Regions from separate parts of the Triticum aestivum genome. Here region 2 is linked to region 1. A link is a contact called in public Hi-C data. All regions are on one chromosome and are shown on one strand. Each heading gives the region's core, a stretch centred on a gene start, on an enhancer-like site or on the middle of the called end of the contact. The rest is flanking DNA. Distances are from core to core; before and after follow the strand shown.

Region 1 (4,022 bases), core at 1,143-3,642:
AGGATGGAGTGTCAATAGATCCAGAAAAGATCAGTACTATAGAACAGTGGCCAACACCTGTTTCTGTTAAGGAAGTCAGAAGTTTCCTAGGTTTGGCAGGATACTACAGGAAATTTATTCGCCATTTTGGTGTGATTGCAAAACCCTTGACCAATCTTCTGCGCAAGGGCAACATATTCGTGTGGACTAGCATAGAAGAAACAGCCTTCCAAACTCTGAAGAATGCATTAGTAACTGCCCCAGTGTTGGCCTTGCCTGATTTCAAGAAAGTATTCACCATTGAGACAGATGCTAGTGACCGTGGTATTGGAGCAGTTTTAATGCAAGAGGGACATCCTCTTGCTTTTGTCAGCAAGGCGTTGGGCCCACGCAATCAGACTCTCTCAGTGTATGAAAAGGAGTTCTTAGCCATCTTGCTAGCTATAGAATAGTGGCGCTCTTATTTGCAACTCAAGGAGTTTCAGATAGTAACTGATCAGAGAGCCTTGGTCAGTTTGACAGAGCAACGATTGCATACAGCTTGGCAGCAAAAAGCACTTACCAAATTGATGGGTTTGAACTATCAGATAGTATACAGGAAGGGATCAGATAATCGAGCTGCAGATGCTTTATCTCGCAGACCTCACCCAGCAGCAGACTGTTACATGACATCGTCAGTTCAGCCTGCTTGGATACAAGAGATCATACAGAGCTATTCAGCTGACATGGCTGCTCAGGCCATTCTGCAGAAATTAACTATTGATCCTGATGCTGATCCAAAGTTTACATTACATGATGGGCTATTGAGATATAAGAAGAGGATCTGGATTGGTGCAGATGATCAGTTGCAACGCAAAATCATTAGTAACTTGCATGCTAGTTCAGCTGGTGGCCACTCTGGTTTTCCAGTAACATTCAGAAGAATTTCTCAACTATTTTACTGGAAGAATATGAAAACCATGATCAAATCTGTTTTGCAACAGTGTGAAACTTGCCAGCTAGCTAAACCTGAGCGGGTACCATACCCATGATTATTGCAGCCACTACCAATACCCTCCAAACCATGGGAAATGATGATGATGGATTTCATTGAAGGGTTGCCTCCATCTCGACAGTTTAACTGTATCTTGGTGGTCATCGACAAATTGTCCAAGTACGGTCACTTTATTGCTCTGAAGCACCCTTACACTGCCAGTACAGTAGCAGAAGCTTTCTTGGATCGTGTGTACCATCTTCATGGATTACCAGTGTCCTTGGTGTTAGATCGTGATCCAATTTTCACTAGCTCTTTTTGGAAAGAATTCTGCAACAGAATGGGCATCAAGCTCCGAATGAGTTCAGGCCAGCATCCCCAGACAGATGGGCAAACAGAACGCGTCAATCAACAAGTCGAGGGATATCTTCGTTGTTTTATCAGCGCTCATCCCCATCGTTGGTCGCAATGGCTTCCGCTTTGCGAGCTGTGGTACAATTCCAATTGGCATTCGTCCACAGGTCATTCCCCGTTTGAGGTGGTCTATGGGCATGCACCTCGTTACTTTGGTATTGCTCCTGCCGATGCGATTGCCAGTTCTGATGTTCATCAGTGGTTAGAGGACCGTCATGTGATCATGGAGTCAGTTAAACAGCAGTTGCTGCGAGCCCAGCAACGCATGAAAGTACAAGCTGACAAACATCGCACTGAAAGATCATTTGAAGTGGGTGACTCTGTTTTTCTCAAGATGCAACCTTACATTCAATCTTCTATCACTCCGCGGGCAAATCATAAGTTGGCTTTCAAATACTTCGGCCCTTTTCCAATTACAGAAAAGGTCCCAGCCAGAGTCCTTGATCGCCGCCTGGTTCAGCGAGGAAACAAGTCGATCGCTCAAGTGTTGATCAAGTGGAGCAATTCGCCTGAATCCATGGCAACCTGGGAAGACCAGGAAACACTGAAGCAAAATTTTCCTCGGGCTCCGGCTTGGGGGCAAGCCGCTTCGGTTCCAGGAGGGATTGTCAGCGACTCTGCTATCGCTGCATCGACAAGGCGTGATCAGCTACAGGGCGATCCGGCAAGCAACGACAAGGCCAGGCCCGGGGGGGTCCATAAGCGGCCTGCTCGGTTAGTTGGGCCGGAATGGGTCTAATAGACCTGTGTATAAGTACGCATAAGACACTTGTAACGGATGGGACGGACGGAATGGCTTCGGCCGACTAGATAGGATAGATATGGCTGGTGTGCGTTGTTCCTCTGTTCTTCCTTTTCCAGATTTGAATTGATTCTCTAAGCTATTAGACACCAATCGAAGAGAGAGTTACTCGATGCTTACAGATCTAGATGTACGCGACCAGAACTCGCCACAGAAGCGGCAACCGCCTGTACAGAACGTAGCCAAATCGTAAACAGACGCATACGTGGCATCCTCTCAATAGAACGGCTAAAGACGCGAGGAAAAAGAACGAACCTGTCGGAAGGGTTGAGCGACACAAAGGCACATGCATGCATGAGGAAACAAATTTATAAAAGAAGAAGAAAAAACGCTGTGGAAGAGCTCATAGTCAAATCGCCGAATCAGTTGAGCCCTGCATGCAGTCAATGGGGGGACAGGCCGATCGAACAGGCATGTAGGCCAACAGCAAACTGCCCACGATTCTTTCGGGGGAACTGCTAAATCCACCCGAAGATGTACTATCCCAGATCCCCAGTAAATCACGTGTCATGGCTTGGTTGGTCAAGTTTTTACTGATAAGAAAAAGTCAAAAAAAAAACCTGGTAAACTAAACCTGGCCAGGTTTAGTATATTTAGAATGTAAGGCATGCTCAGTTCTACGGTTGCATCTTTTTTTTTGAAACAACTTCTACGGTTGCATTTTAAGTTTTCTCGGTCTTTTACCTGGAGGTGAACGCTTAGTTGGTGACCCTTCTGAATTTGTATTATATCAGCTTTATCTCTCTTTACTCTAACGCCTCAATTCTCCAAAATTCTTGCGTTCATTTCCTTGCACCATCCAAAGATACATCTTACAAAATTCATGTGCTTTAAAATCATGTTGGAATTCATTGGACGTGGCATCTCAATCCTACGTTTTTTCTATTTCTACGTTCCTAAATTCCTGCAATCCAAAGAACCCCTGAGGGGTTGGGCTAGAGGAGGAAGAAGAGTGCCCAACCGTTCAATTTCTATCCAACCACGAGGGCAAAATCCACTTACGATGTTTTTTTTCAAAGGCCCTACATATAGTCCGTTCCTTGTGTGTACCATGCAAAACTTAGGTCTTTGGATCAACAAAAGTACTCATATGATCCCGAGCTCAAGTGATCCCGAATGAATGGTAAAATCCAAAAAATAGTAAAAAATAAATTTAAAAATATGAATTTTTTTTACCAAAAACAATGATGTGTTTTCTACATGCATGCAAAATTTCATGATGAAATTACTTTTTTTTTGCCAACACCTCCACAAATGTAATTTCATCATGAAACTTTTGCATGCATGTAGAAATAAAACAATGTTTCTAGCCGAAAAAGCAGGTTTTTTTTAATTTTCAAAATATAATTTTTGGATTTTACTATTCATCCTGGATCACTTGAGCTCGGGATCACATACTCCACGTCCTTTGGATCATTCACATTATTTGGGTGTTTGATAATTTGCCGTATATTGTGTCAATGGAGGGTACTCGGGACCCCACCAATCCTTCTCTGGAGAAATTATCAAAGTGGTGGGGAAAAAGTGTGGCAAATAATCAAACTTTCTGGCAAAATTAGACTGTTGGCAACTCGAAGCGAACATGTGACGTGGCTCCCTGTCTCCCGGCGGCGGCAACGCCAATTTGCCTCATCTCCTGTGGCCGTGCGATGGGTCCCGACCCTTGATGACGGAAGGACTTTGTTTTTTGATGTTTTTCTTAGTTTGGTTAGGGTTTGTATCTTACTAAAAAAAATGAGACGGCAAAGGCTCTCTGAAGATAAAATATGGTTCTTTTCGCCTAGCACCCCGTCCCGACGGTGCATTTAGCGTCGACGAAGGGTGTGTCTCCAACGACGGTATCGTCTGATTCAG
Region 2 (4,059 bases), core at 412-2,911, 58 kb after region 1:
CCTGGCTGCCATTTGTCATGCTGTGATAGGCCGGGGACTAAATTATTACATCCAGTGCAAGTTGGGGTATGGTCAGTGGCAAAGCCACGTTGAGAGCACTGTGGTCAATTGACCACACAGATTTTTGGCAAATCCTTTGTACACAAGTAGAAATCATGTAATTTTTTTTATAAAATTAATGAAAATACATATATTTGACACCACAGATTTGAAATGACATCACTGACTTCTGATCCTGGCACCGCCACTGGGTGGTGGAGTTATTTTGCAAATTTGAGATTAAAACATCACATTCTATGCAAGTTGGGATACCTGGGATGCTTTTACCTCGATTATTTCTGGCTTTCTTCTGCCGGAGGAGGAGCGTTTGCGTGCAAGTCTCTATGCGCAACAGTCGACAGGAGATGGGACGTGGAGGTGGGCAGAGAGAGTCGTTGGGTTGGGGTGGGTTTGTTCAAACTCGACACGTGAGGGGCACGTGGGGGCCGGGCGTGTGAGGCTGGTTGGTGGGGCCGGGCCGACGGCAGGGCGCCGTTTCTTCGTCCGACCTTGGGGCGGGGCGACTGCGTACTGTGCACAGCTGGCATACCCGTAGTACTGAGTACGGTATAGTAAGTATACGTAGTACGAGATTGCATATGTATTATTTCTCCCTAAAAACTTAAAAGTGCACGCGCATTATTTAGATGAAACGAGCGGCCGGTTCTTGGCCGCAGGATCACGCCACATCGCCCCGCCGTGCGTCACGTGCCACCTTGTCGGAGCCATCATATCCTCGTTGTCTCCTCCACTCCCCGGCCCCACCCGTTGCGATTTCGCCTCTCCGCCGCCGCTCCCACCCCTGCGTCGTCCTCCTGCTGCTCGTCCTCCCCACCCCAATCCAGGCGGCGATGTGGGGTCCGCCTCGGCCTCCCGGGATCGGCCGCCGACCCACGACCGCTGCGTGGACACGGCCCCGGCGCTAACCGTCCGCCCCGTCTCCCACAAGGCCGTCACCAAGCGCGCCTTACCTGACGCCTCCCTCGCCGCGGTTGTTTCGCTGCCGCAGCTGTCGCCACAGTTGAAGGAGAGCACGGACCTCACCCGCATGCCCCGCTTCCTGCGATCCGCGAGAGTCCGCGTCTTTCCCGAAGCGCGCGTCGCGCGAAGGCCGCCTCATCCAGAATCAACACGCTTATGCGATCCTCTCGTCCAGCAGCGCACGACATGGATGGATTTTGTTTACTGTGGCATGTGGGCTTCACCGCTTCAGTTCTGAAGAAACTGTGTGCCGCTGTGCTGGCAGGCGTCAGCAGTGGCATCTAGCAACGACAGCAGGTAGCGGCGGCATCCAGCAACGGAAGCAGCAGCAAGACATGGTTCAGTTGAGTTTCAATTTCAGCGGCGGCAGCAGCAGGTCATGGCTCATTTTACTATAGAAAAGCAAACATAAGCTAGCAACGGCAGCAGGAGCAGGCCATGGTTCAGTTTACTATAGAAAAGCAAATACTACTATAAGCTAGCAACGACAGAAGGAGAAGGGCGTTTTGGCGGACGAGCTGCATGGAGCCCGCTATCTCCGTCGCTAGTTCTGGCGTCGTGATGCGTAGTCTCTACCCTTTTTACTATATACGACTTCTATTTTGGTAGATATACAGCAGTGCCGCCTGCTCCTGTTCAGGATTTCTACGTGGGCCTACGATTTCGCAGCTACCTCGCGAGAACAGCTGTTCCGTCTGGGCGGCTTTGAATTTGGCCCACTACACGGGCTGTCGCAGGTGTTTGGTATGGTAAATAAATGTATCTACTGGTCCCGTTCAATGACAGCGACTCTCATTAAGCAGTGCGTGGTCGTGTTTGGGTAGTCGACCAAGAAGCAGAACATACATACCGCACCTGGGTGATTGGCGATTCTCGCCATGGATGGCATGGAGTTCTTCTTCGAGGAATCTGGAGCAGGGTAATCTTCTGAAAACATTCCTATTTCTCCTGTTGCAGGGCTGGAGGAAGTCGATCTGGATTCAAGTTTCCTCCCATCTTGTTCTTCTAAACTCAGATCTGGGTGGTTCTCGTTTCTCTGTGCAGGCTTGTACCGCGTTTCGATGCCGGAGTTGTCTTAAGAGATCTAGTTGCCGGCGCACAATTGGCTGAGGGCGACACGAGTGGAACTGGCGATGCCTAGGAGGACCTGATTTCTTCTGTGCCGATAAGACCAGCTGGAGGCCGCATGGATTACAAAGGGGGCGAGGATATTGGTGAAACAGTGCGCACTGGGAGGGGTGTGTGCGGCTCGTATGATCTTGGCGGCGAAGGGATGGATGATTCCTGCGAGATAGACGATTCATATATTGCGTCTGATGCCGGGAACGAGGGTGCGGACGAGGAGGGCGTGGGAGTAACCAATACGAATCAATCTTCTTGGACCAGGAGGTGATTTTGTTATTTATCAGCATGAAACTGTTTCGTTTTTTGTTGGTGATTTTTTCCTCAAATATATGCTTCTCAATTTTTGCTGATAGTTTTGTTCCAAATGCTGTCATCCAAACTGAAATTAGTCACCATTATGAGTATTGCAAAAACTTGAAAAAATAACGATATTGTAGTAGCAACATGGGAGGGCAGCGCGGTAGGTACGATCATATTTAGATTTAAAAAAATAGATGTTATGTCATGGCTAATGCATCAGTTCATAAAAATGGATGATTTTGCACACTGGATGGACGCCGCCATCTGCCTTTTTTGTTTGTTTGTTGAAATGAAGATTTTCTGAATCTGTTCCTGATAATTGTATAGCCACATATATATGTTCGATAATTATGTTCCCACGACTATTCATTGATTTTTTATGTATAACACCAAGTGTATTGGAACACCGTATCCATCCCCCTTTTCATGTATTGGGCATTAAAAACCATCATCACCACTTAATTTGTCGTTCCTCATTGAACTTGATTTCTGACTGCTTGATGTGCCATTGCTTGCAGGGTCAGAGTTGGGAAGGCAAAGGATGAGAGGGAGCCGAGCCCTTCAAGGATGCCTCCCCTTGAAGCTTCTGTCCGTGCATATGTCGATAAAAAATCAGGAAATGTTGGCAATCCATCGATTGGGACTAGTTTTGATTCTGTCGAAGAAGGCTACGAGTTTTACAGTATGTATTCCTGGGAGGCCGTCTGAATGTACACCGGAAAAAATGCATGCAGGAGATTGTGTAGGCAGAGAAGTGAGAGTGCAAACCACCTACTGAAAGGGTATGTACCACCAGGGTGCCCCATGCACTTGTTCATCAGGCAGTATGAGAAAAATGCAATTTGACCGTGACTCAGAAGAAAGTTACCAGGAGAAAAGGACAAAACTAGTAAGTTCGAATATGTCTCTGTTTATTTGGGTGATGTTGCATTGTTGTCGTTACAATAAGAAGATGCTTATCGAAACTGATTTCATTTTGATGCGGTTGTCATTTGCAGTGGGTTGTCCTGAAGCAAAATATCCCAAATGAGGTGCATGCAGCGCAGGTTTATACCAGCGCTGTATGAACCTGGGTTGTATGATCTAGTAGAAGTCAAGCCGCATTTGGAGTACATTGCTAGGCACATCAAATTTCAGTCGAGGGAAAAGCGGTGCAAGAATGAGTTTGTGATCTCCGTGAGCGAGTCGGCTGATGAGTTCGGGTGCGAGTGTGGGACATTCGAGCACTATGCAATGGTTTGCAGCCATGCACTTAAGGTAGGTGCCCCAGATCCTCTTCCTTACTTACAATCACTTTCTCTAGATGGGCATGGATGAAAATCACTAGAAAATTGATGTGTTTTTTGACTGCTATGTTCAGGTCATGATACACCTGAATTTGCATGAGCTCCCTGCGAAGCATGTGCTCAGGCGATGGACTAGATATGCAAGAGATATACTACCGCCAGAGTATCTGCGCTACCAGAAGGATCATCGACCGCTGAAGTATTCTTCTCGTCAACGCAACACTTTGTACCTGCTAGCGCTTGATGCCGTTAAGTTAGGCGACAGCAATGTGGAAGCATGTGCATTTGCTATGGAGAAAATGCGAGATGTCAAAGTGCAGGTCGAGCC

The links. A called contact is a pair of places that touch in the nucleus more often than the background predicts.
Region 2: a Hi-C map of leaf shows a contact between it and region 1, with 2.1 times the contacts expected there. The contact joins the promoter of LOC123069045 here to the enhancer-like site in region 1. A contact is called at or near these places in 2 of 5 Hi-C or Micro-C datasets (leaf and root).

What each region holds. Positions count from the first base shown.
Region 1 is chr3B:143,315,634-143,319,655 of IWGSC CS RefSeq v2.1, forward strand. It overlaps the pseudogene LOC123069044. Among protein-coding and RNA genes, the nearest start is that of LOC123065049, 12 kb to the right of the region's middle. Within about 2 kb of position 2,393, at least 1 of the 8 cell types and tissues checked has an H3K27ac peak or open chromatin away from gene starts, as enhancers often do. A contact at or near this core is called in leaf, where this site is marked.
Region 2 is chr3B:143,373,871-143,377,929 of IWGSC CS RefSeq v2.1, forward strand. LOC123069045 (protein FAR1-RELATED SEQUENCE 3) reads left to right here and starts at 1,662. Exons shown (of 5, transcript XM_044491781.1): 1 at 1,662-1,939; 2 at 2,065-2,409; 3 at 2,964-3,334; 4 at 3,444-3,702; 5 at 3,806-4,059. The coding sequence starts at 3,472.